Linked DNA regions of Sus scrofa: all the other regions are linked to region 1. The links are chromatin contacts, called in public Hi-C maps. All regions are on one chromosome and are shown on one strand. Each heading gives the region's core, a stretch centred on a gene start, on an enhancer-like site or on the middle of the called end of the contact. The rest is flanking DNA. Distances are from core to core; before and after follow the strand shown. Region 1 overlaps LOC106505765 (a long non-coding RNA gene). Region 2 overlaps P3H2 (prolyl 3-hydroxylase 2). Region 3 overlaps TP63 (tumor protein 63).

Evidence for each region. Hi-C and Micro-C count contacts between places; a contact is called where the count stands out from the background.
Region 2: a Hi-C map of skeletal muscle shows a contact between it and region 1, with 6 times the contacts expected there. The contact joins two enhancer-like sites. A contact is called at or near these places in 3 of 47 Hi-C or Micro-C datasets (embryonic fibroblasts and skeletal muscle) and 1 of 2 datasets of contacts at active chromatin or transcription factors (skeletal muscle).
Region 3: a contact with region 1 is called in a Hi-C map of skeletal muscle, with 2.3 times the contacts expected there. The contact joins two enhancer-like sites. A contact is called at or near these places in 2 of 47 Hi-C or Micro-C datasets (embryonic fibroblasts and skeletal muscle) and 1 of 2 datasets of contacts at active chromatin or transcription factors (skeletal muscle).

Annotation. Positions count from the first base shown.
Region 1 is chr13:126,927,265-126,931,695 of Sscrofa11.1, reverse strand. All of the region lies in intron 1 of LOC106505765 (a long non-coding RNA gene), which reads left to right. Among named protein-coding and RNA genes, the nearest start is that of TP63, 190 kb to the left of the region's middle. Within about 2 kb of position 1,990, at least 1 of the 83 cell types and tissues checked has an H3K27ac peak or open chromatin away from gene starts, as enhancers often do. A contact at or near this core is called in skeletal muscle, where this site is marked.
Region 2 is chr13:127,411,655-127,416,085 of Sscrofa11.1, reverse strand. It overlaps P3H2 (prolyl 3-hydroxylase 2), which reads left to right. Exons shown (of 15, transcript XM_021070049.1): 15 at 1-1,131. Among named protein-coding and RNA genes, the nearest start is that of P3H2, 160 kb to the left of the region's middle. Within about 2 kb of position 2,200, at least 5 of the 83 cell types and tissues checked have an H3K27ac peak or open chromatin away from gene starts, as enhancers often do. A contact at or near this core is called in skeletal muscle, where this site is marked.
Region 3 is chr13:127,309,857-127,314,287 of Sscrofa11.1, reverse strand. TP63 (tumor protein 63) reads right to left here. Exons shown (of 15, transcript XM_021070042.1): 6 at 817-1,003. Among named protein-coding and RNA genes, the nearest start is that of TP63, 200 kb to the right of the region's middle. Within about 2 kb of position 2,452, at least 2 of the 83 cell types and tissues checked have an H3K27ac peak or open chromatin away from gene starts, as enhancers often do. A contact at or near this core is called in skeletal muscle, where this site is marked.

The DNA.
Region 1 (4,431 bases), core at 741-3,240:
TCATCACTGTTTATAATTTGATGAAAGATTTAATTCTTAGAAATATCCAATATCACAAGGGAAAAGATCAAGTTCATAAAATCAGTTGTTGGTTTGGTTAGTCTGCAGCATATGATTCAGAGTCCCTGTCTCTCCCTTACAGGGCTGGAGTAATTTGAGGGCAGAAACCACGTCTTATTTACCTCAAAACTTCACAAGAACCACTGCCAATTCTTGCACAGAAAAAAAGAGCTCTCCTAAATAATCAATACATGTTTGATGAATAATGGAGTAGCAGGTGGGAATTTGAATGGAGGTGGAGACTACGTATTTGCAGGTTGCTGGAAGAGGCATATAATGGAAATGTTTCTTGGTTGGAACATAAAAGTTAACTTGAGCTATTGCCAAAGTTCCAAACCTCAACTGGAATTTTGAATTGTGACCTTGGGTGAAAAGGCATGGCATGGACAATAGATTGTACCATGAGCTAACATCAAAATGACAGTGTGTTCTTAATTTTACAGCGCAACATCCTAATATCAGTGTGTTGCAACAGACATAGCCTTTTCTCTTTCGCAAAGATCTCATCTTGCTCCTTCAATGCAATATGTCACATCTCCAGCAATACGTTAAGAAGAAGAATTCATGGAGTATTATTCAGCCATAAAAAAGAATGAAATAATGCCATTTGCATCAACATGGATGGACCTTGAAACTATCATAAAGTGAAGTTAGACAGTGAAAGACAACCTTCATATGGTATCACCCATATGTGGAATCTTAAAAAAAAAAAAAAAGGATGCAAATGAACTTATTTGCAGAACAGACTCAGAGATTTTGAAAAACTTAATGGTTACCAAAGGAGACAGGTAGAGGGGTGGGAGGGCTAGACTGGGAGTTTGGGGTTAGCGTGTGCACACTGAGGTATATGGAATGATTGGCCAATGGGGACCTGTTGTTTAGCCCAGAGAGTTCTACCCAGTATTCTGTGATAATCTCTGTGGGAAAGAATCTGAGAGAGAATGGATATATGTATCTTAATGACTGGGCCACTTTGTTGTATAGCAGAAATTATCACAACCTTGTAAATTAACTACACTTCAATAAAACTTTAAAAAGGGGGATACTAATGACTATTGTAAGTTCTCTGATACTTGTTAGAGCTGGTGGTGCTCCATGTTTGGAATGACATACATTTCTTCTTACCTTAGATGTCAATTGGGAATAATGCACCATGGGATATTTTCTGGGAAAAAGCCACACATGCACATTTAAGTAAGCAAAAGTTGTTTAATAAATGTACTGGCAAAACCAGTGAGACCTAGCTGCCCAGGGATGTCCGTTTTTAAATCCACAGTTAAATAAAGAGACTCAGGCATAAATTTTCATTGTCTTTTAGAAATGAGAATTAATGATCCTTTCCTTTAACCACACATTGTCCTGGGTAGGAGTAGAAGTGAATTTAATATTGGAGGTAAATAAACCTCAGGGCTTTGAGTTTCCATGAAAGTTAATCAAAAGATATAAAAAATAACTTCAATCATAGGTGTCACTACTAGGGTCATCAACAATGCCTGGGGCATTTCCCCCCCAAGTTATCTTTCTTTATGGAAGAATATGTTGGAAAGATTATGTTTCATTCCTTAAGGCAAATCTGCCCTATTGGATATTTTTAACGTATTCTAGTTTAAGACAGAGGACTCTTTTTTTTACAAGGTGTATTTTATCACTGAATTCATTTGTGGATGGGACCAAGAGATGATTGTGTTCAGTCCTGCCCCTATAAAATAAGAATATTTCATTGGGAAGGGAAGGGAAGGGAAGGGATTTTGTTTTCCACACTATTCTGTCCTACTTCTCCTGACCTAAATCTCCATCTAGAGTGGCAGAGTTTATAATATCTCATTATAAATATTCTGGCACATGGAAATGAGTATCTGTACCTGGGGCAAGTCAGATGGGGACTAAGCAAAATGTCAAGCAGGATAACACTCTGTCGGACAGCCAGTGGGGCAGCTTGCTGGCTGCTGTCTTGTCAGATGGAGGCCAAGATGAAAGACAGGTAACAAAATCCCTCAACCCAGGCAATGTGCATTCTTCATTCTAATGAAAATTGAGAGAGTGGCTGTGGCTCTCATTCTACCCCCACATTGCTCGTAGGCTCCAGGCAGCAAAGGCTCTATCTTAAGTCTGTGCCCTGGTGAGATTGGGAGGTCTTCAGCTACTGAAGCTGCTACCCTCTGTGCCACTCAAGATCAATTTGGACCTACTGAGGCCCCCACTTACTGTATCAGTACAGTCTTTTTCTCCACAACTCAAGGCATCTGTTGAAGTCTCCAGAATGGAAAGCATCTCTCCTCCCCCTCCCCATAATCTCTATAATCTAATTTTAAGCATATGAATCCTACTCAGTGCCTTGAAGTTAAGACTTTTAAGACTCAAAAGCCAAGGATTAACTCTATTTTTCTTTTTTATTTCTTTTATGGCATCTCCTCTTTGAGGCAATCCAAAGAGAGTCTACCTGGCTAAATGGAGGAGGAGTCAAAAAGAAAACATCAGGACTAAAAAGCACATTATTATGCTTCAAAAATATGATCTCACAATAACTTGGACATACAAAAAGAGAGGAAAACATGGATAAAAGCTCACAGAAGTCCATTAATAGTCCATTATTTTAAGACTGTAGAGATAGATAGAGATCATCTGGTTTAATCCTTCCACGTATAGTGGGTATAACCAAGATCCAGTGGAAGGAACTGCTTTGGTCAACATGACAGTGTAAGTTGTTGGGAAAATGAGATTTTTGACATATATTCTTATTAATTTTGTTTACAAAAAGGAATACATAATTTAATGTTATTCAAATCCATATTTTAATTCACATATGAAAGTGATTTTTAATTATAATATGAAATAAATTCTGTAATTTATTAGCATGTGTGATCTTTGACAACCGTTAAACATTTCTAAGGGTTATTTTTAAGTGACAGTAATATTACACTCTGTAGACTTGTTATAATCAAACTCTAGGTAAAGTATCCAAATTTTTGCCGTATACTAGTTCCTTAATAATTCGTAGCTATGGTTTGAGGTATGATGCTATATAGTAACTTTATAGTTATAGTTTATCATATAAACTTGTAGATGAAAGATGTTAGTTGGATGATTAAATAAATAAATGTTATTTATGCTTTTGTTTTTGGCAAAGTACTGTGCTATTTTGAAGTCTATAATATCCCTTACCAGGCAAGACTAAACTAAACCGAAGTACTATTGGATCTTTATCATTCACTTCCAAAGGTTTGCATTCAATCAGAAGCATTGAAATACTTACAATAGGATTTTCTGACATTTTAATTCAGACAATTCAGCCCATCCTAATACTGTCAAATGAAGAGAAATAGGATAGGAAAGATAGACTAAAGGACTAGTATCTTTTTTTTTTTTTTTCACTTAAGACACGAAACCCTACAAAAGGGAGATGACTTTCCCAAGAAGGCAGAGCAAGTCCTTACATTGCCAAACTTAGAATCCCCAAATCCAGGTATCTAAATTAGGTCACATTACCCTCTCTGTCCTATTTGTAATTTAAGAGTTAAGAGACATAAACCTAAAACCTAGAAGTAGTACAGACTCTTCCTCTGCCTTCATACTACACTTTTATCAACTATCAGATATACTGGAAGTTGCCTTATATAACTCTCACTCCACTCCAACAAAACATAAGAGACAAATCTGACTGCCTCAGATTTCTTGTCAATGGATTCCCTATTTCCATAAGCTATTTTTTTTATTTCCAATGCCTTCTAAAACTACCTAGTTATTGATACACTATTTGAAAATTTTCTTAAAGCCATTGTTTTGTGTTATTGAATTCCCATAAGTCTATTTCTTTGGCATTTTTGCATTTTTATTTGGCCAGATCCTCAATTAAGAGAGAAAAAAAAAAAAAAAGGCTTGTTGCTTTACTAGAGTTTCAATCTATTCTTAAAGGAGATAGACTCATTTTCTGATTACTCCCTTTACATAGACAAGTTGAAAAGAAAAATAAAGGAATGCAGGAGTGATTCAGGGATAACAAAGGAATGTTATCTAAACAATCCGAATCACAAAGACACAAAAAATACTAGCTAAACACACAAAACATAGGAAGGACAATGAGAACTGCTTTTAGCATAGACACACCTGAAAAATGTTTTCAAATCAGTCATGTTCAATTTAATATTAGCTAATGTAATATGATGCTAGAGTATTTTTATAAAGTTGTTTTCTTTTTTATTTAGACCTCACCCATTTATAATCCATATAAACAGACTTAAAGACAAAACACAAAACTCTTAGCATTAGTATCTTGGTAAAAGTAGAGTGAAAGAACAAGTGAAAATGCCAACAGTGAAACTCTGGCACAGGTTGAAACACTATAAACTCAGTTCCCAAGAATTAAGGGTTGTA
Region 2 (4,431 bases), core at 951-3,450, 480 kb before region 1:
CTTTGCCTCACTCAGTCTATCTGTCTTGGTTTTTCGTCAGGTCATTTCTCAAAGCCCAGTCACAATGCCCGCCCCTGCCGCCACTGCCCCCAACACACATACAGTTCATTTGCTGCAGATCCTAAAGCTCAAGCAGTAAGAATAAGCCTGTTCTTGTTCAAACTACAACTGTGCTCCACTTCTAAAGATAGCATGTGATTTGGACTCCGAAGGCCTTTCTGGCCCTGTGTTGTTTAGTCCTGGTCTCTCCCAGGGCTGGCAGCCCTGGGTTTGACTCTGGGGAGTCCATGGCAAGATTGGAACTGCATCAAGTGGGGGTCTTTGGGCCCCCAGGCTCTGTGGAGGAACTGCTGTGATGAGTACTGCGTAAGACGGAGGGGTTCGGCCTTTCCAGGGCAAGGGTGGTGCTTTCGATTCCAGTATTTACAGCGGACAGAACACCTAACACTGGAAGCTTCCATCCCCCCTCCCCACCATGGTGCGCCAGAAAAGATGGCCCTGGGAGTTGTGTCTTTAAAAAGGTGGTGTGGGGGAGTTCCCATCGTGGCCCAGTGGTTAAGGAATCAGACTAGGAACCAGGAGTTTGCGGGTTCGATCCCTGGCCTTGCTCAGTGGGTTAAGGATCTGGCATTGCCGTGATCTGTGGTGTACGTTGCAGTTGCGACTTGGATCCTGCGTTGCTGTGGCTGTGGTTTAGGCCGGCGGCTACAGCTCTGATTCGATCCCCTAGCCTGGGACCCTCCATGTGCCGTGGGTGTGGCTCTAGAAAAGACAAAGAGACAAAAAAAAAAAAAAAAAAAAAAAAGGTGGTGTGGGGGTTGAAGTAGAATGGAGCTTCATCCCATTCTGTTCCTTCCCAAGAACCCCCGTCTCAAGACTGGCTTCTTCATTCAATGACTTGGGAAGAAAATCTTTACTCCCACATGAATTGGGGCCCCATTGTCACATTGCCTGAGAGTGGGGTCCATGGGTGAGAAGCGGTGTTCTCTTCTTCAGTAAGAAAAATGAATTTCTGATTGATCCCACTCTCCATTGATGTGTATTTTGGCAGCCCCTCCTCTTTGCTGCTTTCCAGCTCGTGGATTTGAGTGCTTGTATCTGATTTGTTTAATAAAGGGAGTTTTATTTTAATACCCGGCATTTATTTTTCTTCTCCCAAATGTTTGCTTTATCTCCAGGGATTGGTTCTGTGGTCCTGCAGGACCTTTGGGAATAACCCAGGGGAAACACTGGGCCATAGTTGGTTTCACTGGCAGGTGCTCGGGGGCGGCAAGGAAGGTTCGAGCATTATTTTTGAAGAAACAGATGGTTAGCAAACAGGTGTGTTCATCCAGAGAACACCTGGTCCTTGGTGCCAGTTCTAAGGAAGATACTGCAAAGACTATGTTTCAGAGGGGGCGGGGACTAGAGTTGTTCTAGCCCAGGGGTGTCTGCTCCACTAGCCTGTGGGAGGTCACCTGTCTCTCTGATGGGCAAATAGAACAGGTCACAACCCTTAAGAAAAGCAGCAGATAAGCACATTTTATGAAAATCACATTTACTTTCTGCTATTTATGATCTTGGATGGTGGTAAGAGCATCCATCCTTTGAGACTGAAAAATTGAGGCATAGTGATTTTATGTACCATCTGTTTTCCACCCAACCTTCTGGTTGCGTTTTCATCGTGGGAGAGTGGAAAGAGCATTCGATTCTAAACCCAGCCTGATCAAATATACTCTGCTGTGTGACCTGGAGCAACTCCCTTTCCCTTTCTGGGCTTTAGTTTCCTTCTCTGAAAATGACGTAATTGGTCGTAATTGTTTCCAAGTCCTTCCCTCTTGCTCTGAAGACAAAACAAAGAAGACAAAAACAAAACAAAACAAAACAAAAAATGATTTTAGAAATATTCACTTATACAACCAAATTTACTTGTGCCTACTTTTTGAGACTCGTGAATGGGTTCATTATGTGTTTACGTGATTTTAAAACTTGAAGCCTAAATTTAGGGCTGAAAATCCCTGAGCCTCGAAAAGGGAGGTGGCTATTTGTTTGCTCTCTCACTGAGAAGTGTTTGCTGGCACTCGGATTTGCTGATAGAAGGATCTGGCCAAGGATCTAATTTCTGTTTTCTGGCAACAAGGCATCAACAAAGACAACAGTCCTTGGATCCTTGCAGTGCCTGCTTCCTGGGTGCTCTGGGAGAGGCCATGGTGGGGGGTGGGGGAGAGGCTGGGACGCCCGCTCTGAGTCTGCCTTTCAGCCACACTGAGACAGTGAGCAGAGGTCTCAATAGAGGGCTTAGGCTAAGAGTCACATCCTCTGCCATTACTGAAACACGGAGTCGTTTTTCCTGTTTGGCAGGCTACCCACGTTGTGTTCCACCTGTAACATCATGTCTATACTCAAGCATTTATGTTTTAATCTGCCCCACATCAAACCATACATAATTTCATTCACATAGTTAGGGAGTGTCATCAGATGCTTTTAAAGAGACGGAGCTCAGAACTTGCAGTCTGTGTGATAAAGGGCTCTTTTTTGTAGAAGGATCAGAAAGCTCATTGGACTTTGTGTCATTTTTAGAGCTGAAGGAGGTACAATGCAATTCCCTCTTTCTGTCTGGGAGGATACTGAGACTCAGAGGTAGGAAGAATGATTTCTTAGTTCCAGAATTCGAGCTCCAGGGCTGCTGTTATACAGGAATGCTGGCCCAGGGCAGCATCCACTAGAGGAAGGGGTGCCTTGTTCTCTTTGGCCAAAAATGATACTTATCAATCCATGGACCTGAAGGGGTGCCTTTTTCTAATTCATGTAACCATGCTGTATGTGCTTGAAGCAGCCCAGGCTAAAAAGCCCTGTTTTTATGACTCCAAGTCTAGGACTCTTCCTCTAGATCCCTCTGGGAACTGCACTTGTCTTGATGATCATCATTGGTGTAAAAACGCCTGCAGTTTTACAAGGCTGTTATTTTCACCCATACTGTTGTATTGAACGCTTATGACACAGAACAGGCTCTCACACTAGGAATCCCAGGAGTGTTCCATGCACAGATTATGATGCCTAATTTGCAGATGAAGAAATGGACAGCAATGAAGAGAACTCAGAGCTGTGGTCTGAGGATCCTCTGTGTTTGAGACCGAAAGATAGTCTTTGGAACAGCAGGGAAAAAATAAAGCACCAAGTTGTTTTCTCCCAGGCCTTTTTTTTTTTTTTTTTTTTTTTTTTGTCTTTTTAGGGCCACACCTGCGGCATGTGAAAGTTCCCAGGCTAGAGGTTCATCCGGAGCTGCAGCTGCCAGCCTACACCACAGTCACAGCAATGCGGGATACGAGCCCTGTCTGCTCGAGTACTTAGTTGGGTTCTTTTTGCTGAGGCACAATGGGAACTCCCTCCCAGACATATTTAATGTAAAATACCACACTCGGAGTTTCCAATGTGGCTCAGTGGGTTAAGGATTCCATAGTGCCTGCGAGGATGTGGGTTTGATCCCTGGCCTCCCTCAGTGGGTTGAGGATTCCATATTGCCATGGCTGTGGCGTAAGCCTGCAGCTGCAACTCCAATTCGACCCCTAACCCTGGACCTTCCATATGCCACTGGTGTGGCCCTAAAAAGAAAAAAAGTAAAAAATAAAATAAAATACTGCATTCATGGAAGGAACAGAGTTAGCTTTTTCGTAAAATCTAAACTTTGCCTCCCCTTTTATGTTCCTGCTAATACGCGAAGGCATATTTCCCCTTCTCTCCTCCGAGAGCTGTTGAGCATGGGTTGCACAATTCAGTGGAGCCAATACTGGGTGCCGGGCCATGCTCTCATGAAACTCACAAAATGGAAGAAGGTTCTAGTCTGGGGTTATTTTCCTCTCCCTTCAAGGCAGAAAGAATCCATCTGAAACTTCAATTTCTTTTTGAGAACGCCCCGGCAGAGGACAGAATGATCATCTCAGATGTGTGAGTCGCTTTCTTCAGGGCCCTGTTATGCACAATGCTTGACAAGGACATTTTAGCTTCAACACCGTCTTCGTCATTACTTTGCACACAGCAATTTTTGGGCACTTCTTCAGCTGAGGAGAAGCCATGGAATGAGTCAGCGCCATTTAATAATATATAGCTCTGAGTTTTAATTGAAGTACAAATGCTGAATTATTTCACATAAGACAGCCACGGGGAACAACTCCCTCACTGACGTCAGGCAAGGAGGTAATGAGGGCCACCTCACTAGTTCATTATGCCAAAGAATTAAGCATTCTGAGGTGACTGACAATGGTATGGCTGAGAAGTGGGGCGGGGGAGATTGAACTGTTCCCACGTATAAAGCTCTTCAGGGAAACAGGAGCCATTTGGCAAAAACCTTGAAACCACAAGTTAGATTGGGCCCGTGGTTATGATCGCTGGCTGCGTCCTGCCAAGAAGGCTGTGATGTGAAGTGACCTCCCCACGCAGGCCCTCATCCCACCC
Region 3 (4,431 bases), core at 1,203-3,702, 380 kb before region 1:
TTATCCTAAATCCCAACCCTCTTCTCTCTCTGATGACTACTTATGCTTTCTCCTCTTCTTCTACTCCACTTTTCCGTGTTCTCAATGTAGCCTCCCTTCATTGAACTTTAGAATATCAGATATAAGGGAACCCCTGGAAATCATGACCTCTTCTGTAAAACTATTACTGGATCTGAGGCTCAGAACCTGGGGCCTGAATTATCCATGGATACTGTATTTAAAGTGTCCTCAAGATACCTGCTCTCCGACTCCCAGTCCTTCACTTTACTGTCTAGAGCTGGACTGTATGTTCTAGATCGTCTATTTACTCCTCTTATCAATTATTTTTCATTTCTTTTTATTTCCCACTTTCCTCTTCTTTTTTTGTAAAAAAATATTTCTCCCATTTTATGTTCCTTCCTTTTACCCCTTCAGATTCCAGTTGGTTTAGCCTTGACAATCACCCTGGGAGGGTCACTGAAGCTGAAGGACACCCTAGCCTGAGCGGAACAGATGAGATGCCACCTTGTTCTTACGCCCTCTTATTTAAAAAAAAAAAAGAAGAAGAAGAAGAAGGAAGGAAGCAGTGGGGAGTAGAGAGACAAGTCTAGGTCATAGAGCAATTATCAATATTAAAATAACCAATTCAATCACTGTGAAAGTCATCCATTTATTCATCATTATTCTCAGTCACTCTTGTTGACCAGAAACAGGCAGATTGAGCTGCCATCAGATTGCAGAGGTTGGGACCAGGCAGTTGGGGCCCCAACAAAATTTTCACAGGAGCTCTACTGCAAGACAGATGGCTGAACAGCCACAGATCCCCTTTCTCCTTACCCTCATTGAATTCACGGCTCAGCTCGTGGTTGGGGCACCGTTTCACCACTTCAGTGACATGCTCAGCCTTCTTGTAGACAGGCATGGCACGGATGACAGCGCCCTGTGGAGGTGGGGTCATCACTTTGATCTGGATGGGGCATGTCTTGGCAATCTGGCAATACAGTTTCTTCAGTTCAGTGGAATACTGCTTAGAGATAAGGCCAGTGGTGAAGGGAAGGAGAGAAGCAACAGGAGATACCATTATACTCAAAATCAGAACCAGAGAAATACATCCACTTTCTGTAAGCATGTACCTTTATAGCTGCATGTTTACCAATTGGCTACTATATTCATGACATCTAGAAATCTTATTAGAAGGAGTTATATTCATTAATCAAATTAATAATTTTTCTACTTCAATTGCAATTCTATACTTATGAACTGTTTTAGCTTTTATTAATTTATTAATTTTTTTTAGGGTCATACCTATGCATATGGAAGTTCCCAGGCTAAGGGTCAAACAGAGCTGCAGCTGTCAGCCTACACTACAGCCACAGCAACATGGAATCCAAGCCGCAAGTGTGACCTATACCACAGGAATGCGGGATTCAAGCCACAAGTGTGACCTATACCACAGCAATGCGGAATCCAAGCCACAAGTGTGACCCATATCACAGCTCACAGTAACACTGGATCCTTAACCCACTGAGAGAGACCAGGAATTGAACCCGCATCTTCATGGATACTAGTCGGGTTCTTAATCTACTGAGCCACAGTGGGAACTCTCAAACTATTTTTTTATCAAAATACATTTACATCATTATTTCCTGTAATGTTATTACATCGTTATCTTTAGGACGAAAAAAATGATTCTCAGAAAGATCTCAATAATTAATGCTATGAACAGCTTTACAGAGTATCAGAAATGAAATGGAAAAATAGTATTCTCCTGTACTGAGTGAGAGTAGATAGATTATAATTAATCCTACCCTTATAATACTAGAAAGACTCAAAGAATAGGGTTTATGGAATTTTTTTTTTTTTTTTAAGATGGAATATCTGGCCAAGAGTAAAGAGATTTTATGTGAGGTCAACCAACTAGAAAACTGCAAAGCAAAAGTTCCCTCAAACAACTACCTTTATCCTCTAATGTCATAGCTTAAAAGAATGAGGCAATGAGACATCAGAAGGGGCCATTTGATCCTTTGCTCTTATGAAAGAAGGACTGCTCTACTGTAACACAGGAAATCATGTTAGCAAAAGGATAAAGATGCAAAGCGACTGAAATTCACAAGCTATTGAAACTTTTCCCTCTCATGCTTGCTTTTGCAGGAAGGCGTTGTTCAGTGGTTGGCTGGCTGGGTGGGTGGTTTCAAAATTGACAAAACAGGGTGGAGAAAGCATGAGACCTAGAATAAATTAAAAAAAAAAAAAAAGTCCTATCCTGTGTTACTTCTCATCTCTGAACCAGAATAGAAAGTCTCCACTCTAATCCTTATACTATCTTAAACCTTTTTGCCCCTGTTCTCTGAGTCAATTCCTCATCACTGCATTCCTCCTCATTTTAATGTTTAGTGAAACCACCCAGGCCGGGGAACTGCTGGCTAAGAGCAGGGCACCTAGTAACACTTAGCAAACAAAGGTAAACACACACGCATAGGTTCCAATCCTAAATTGGTGGCAACGTCCTTCCAAGGAAAAGACAGCACGGAGCAAGAGCCAAAATGGCAAAGGGATTCATTTTTGCTATGTTCCAACCCAACTCTGGACAGAAGCAAGTGACCCACTGAAAAGTACACTTAAAATAATTGCTTTATCTCTTTTGAAATATAATACTTATTTAAATAATCTTTCTTTTTCTCCCAGGCATTTCAGTATATGAAATTTTCAGTTAAAAATTTCCCAATACTAGACCTGTATTGCATAATAATTTCTCCATTCCCACAGGTCAAGGATTAAACACAGCAAAAGGGCTTTACATAGCTTGAAGAAATACGAAGCATGCCAAAAAATCAACCACAAAAATAAAATTCTACTTTGGAAGCACTGAATGAAATCTAGGTGTTTTTAGCCGACGACTTAACAAAGGCATTGTCTTAAAAAACTGTTACAGACTCACTTTTATCGAGAACTCTCAGAAAATAAGCATATCCATTTTTATTTTAGTTAGCAGTTATATAATCTAAACATGAGTTTCATAAAACGCACCTTAGGAAAGATGACTGCAAAATAAGTTTGTCAGCTAACACCTAGAGGCAAATAAGGCACCCATCCAAGAATGTAAAGCTTGCAAAAAAAGAAGGATAAATGTTCAGAGTAGGACAGTTAAGAGAAACATTCCATTTCAATAACTGATACACTATAAATCACACTTGACACACTAAAATATAAAAGTACTAAGAATAATCTTAGGCATCATCAGGTGTTAAATCTTCACTCACTGTCAGAGATGGGAGTGGGGACTCTCATTTCTGAATTTAAGTCATGATATGCAATAATAACTTCACCATTTTCTGAGCTCTGCTGTAAGAAATTTAAGCTTTAACAGAAGCCTAAGAGGAAGGTATTACAGATACACAATATCTTATCTAAAACTCCTCAGGCCAGATGTTTCAGAATCCAGAACTGTTTAGACTTTAGAAAGGGAGGAGAGTTCATACAGTATATGTTATAAACACCTCCAGCAGGATTTACAGGAGTACCCCATAATCAAATCTGAATATTTCTTCAGAATGCATGAATATTCACATCAAGTGGGAAAATGACTCTTAAGGCTCAATGTTCAGGCCAGGTTTGCCAGTGGCTTAAATGAAATTAAAACAAAACCAAAGCGACTTTTGTTTTTCAGAGTTCTTTGAATTTCAGAATGGCAGATAACAGATAATGGGTCAGGATTATTATCCCCATTTTATAGATAAGAAAAAAGGCAGAGAGAGGACTCGCCTGAGGTCACAAAGAAAAGCTGGTTAACAACCAGGGTATAAGAATTGTCCCCAGTCCTGTCACTATGGTTGCTCATCTTTCATTCTTTTGGCTCAGCTGTGCAAATTTTTGTACTTTTTTGTTTTTTCTAATTCCCAACAGTGTGACTATTTTCTGAATCAATTTGAGAGGTAAAAAAATTTTCGATAACATTAAAGTGGAGCTCAAAACTGATTTACTTACCATCAACAGTTCCTCTTTATTTCTCAGTATCATAATGTTTGTTCACTTCATTGCTGGGAGAAGCAGCAGTGATTAAAATGAAACAATCCTGGATTAGGAGGAAGCTGACCTGGAGTCTAGGACCAGCTGTCTGTCAGTACTTCTATAGGGCTCTGGGGAATTTCTGAATGAAGTCCTGTTCTTTTGCATGGCTTCTTGAGGCCCTTTGTGTTCTGGCTCCATCTTTCTCTTATTCCCTCCCCATACCTACCAAACACACATATCTAGCATCCCATGCAAACCTCTTAATGCCTCAAACACACCACACATTCATTACCTGCAATTCAAGCTCACTTTTCCACACTAGGCCAAGACAACTTAGGTATCACTCCCCAGATAAGGGCTGCGTCTAGGACTATTGACCATATTTTCCAATTTTGGTGATGAAGGTTTACTACTGACTAAACGTCTGTCTGACCAGGGCCAGGA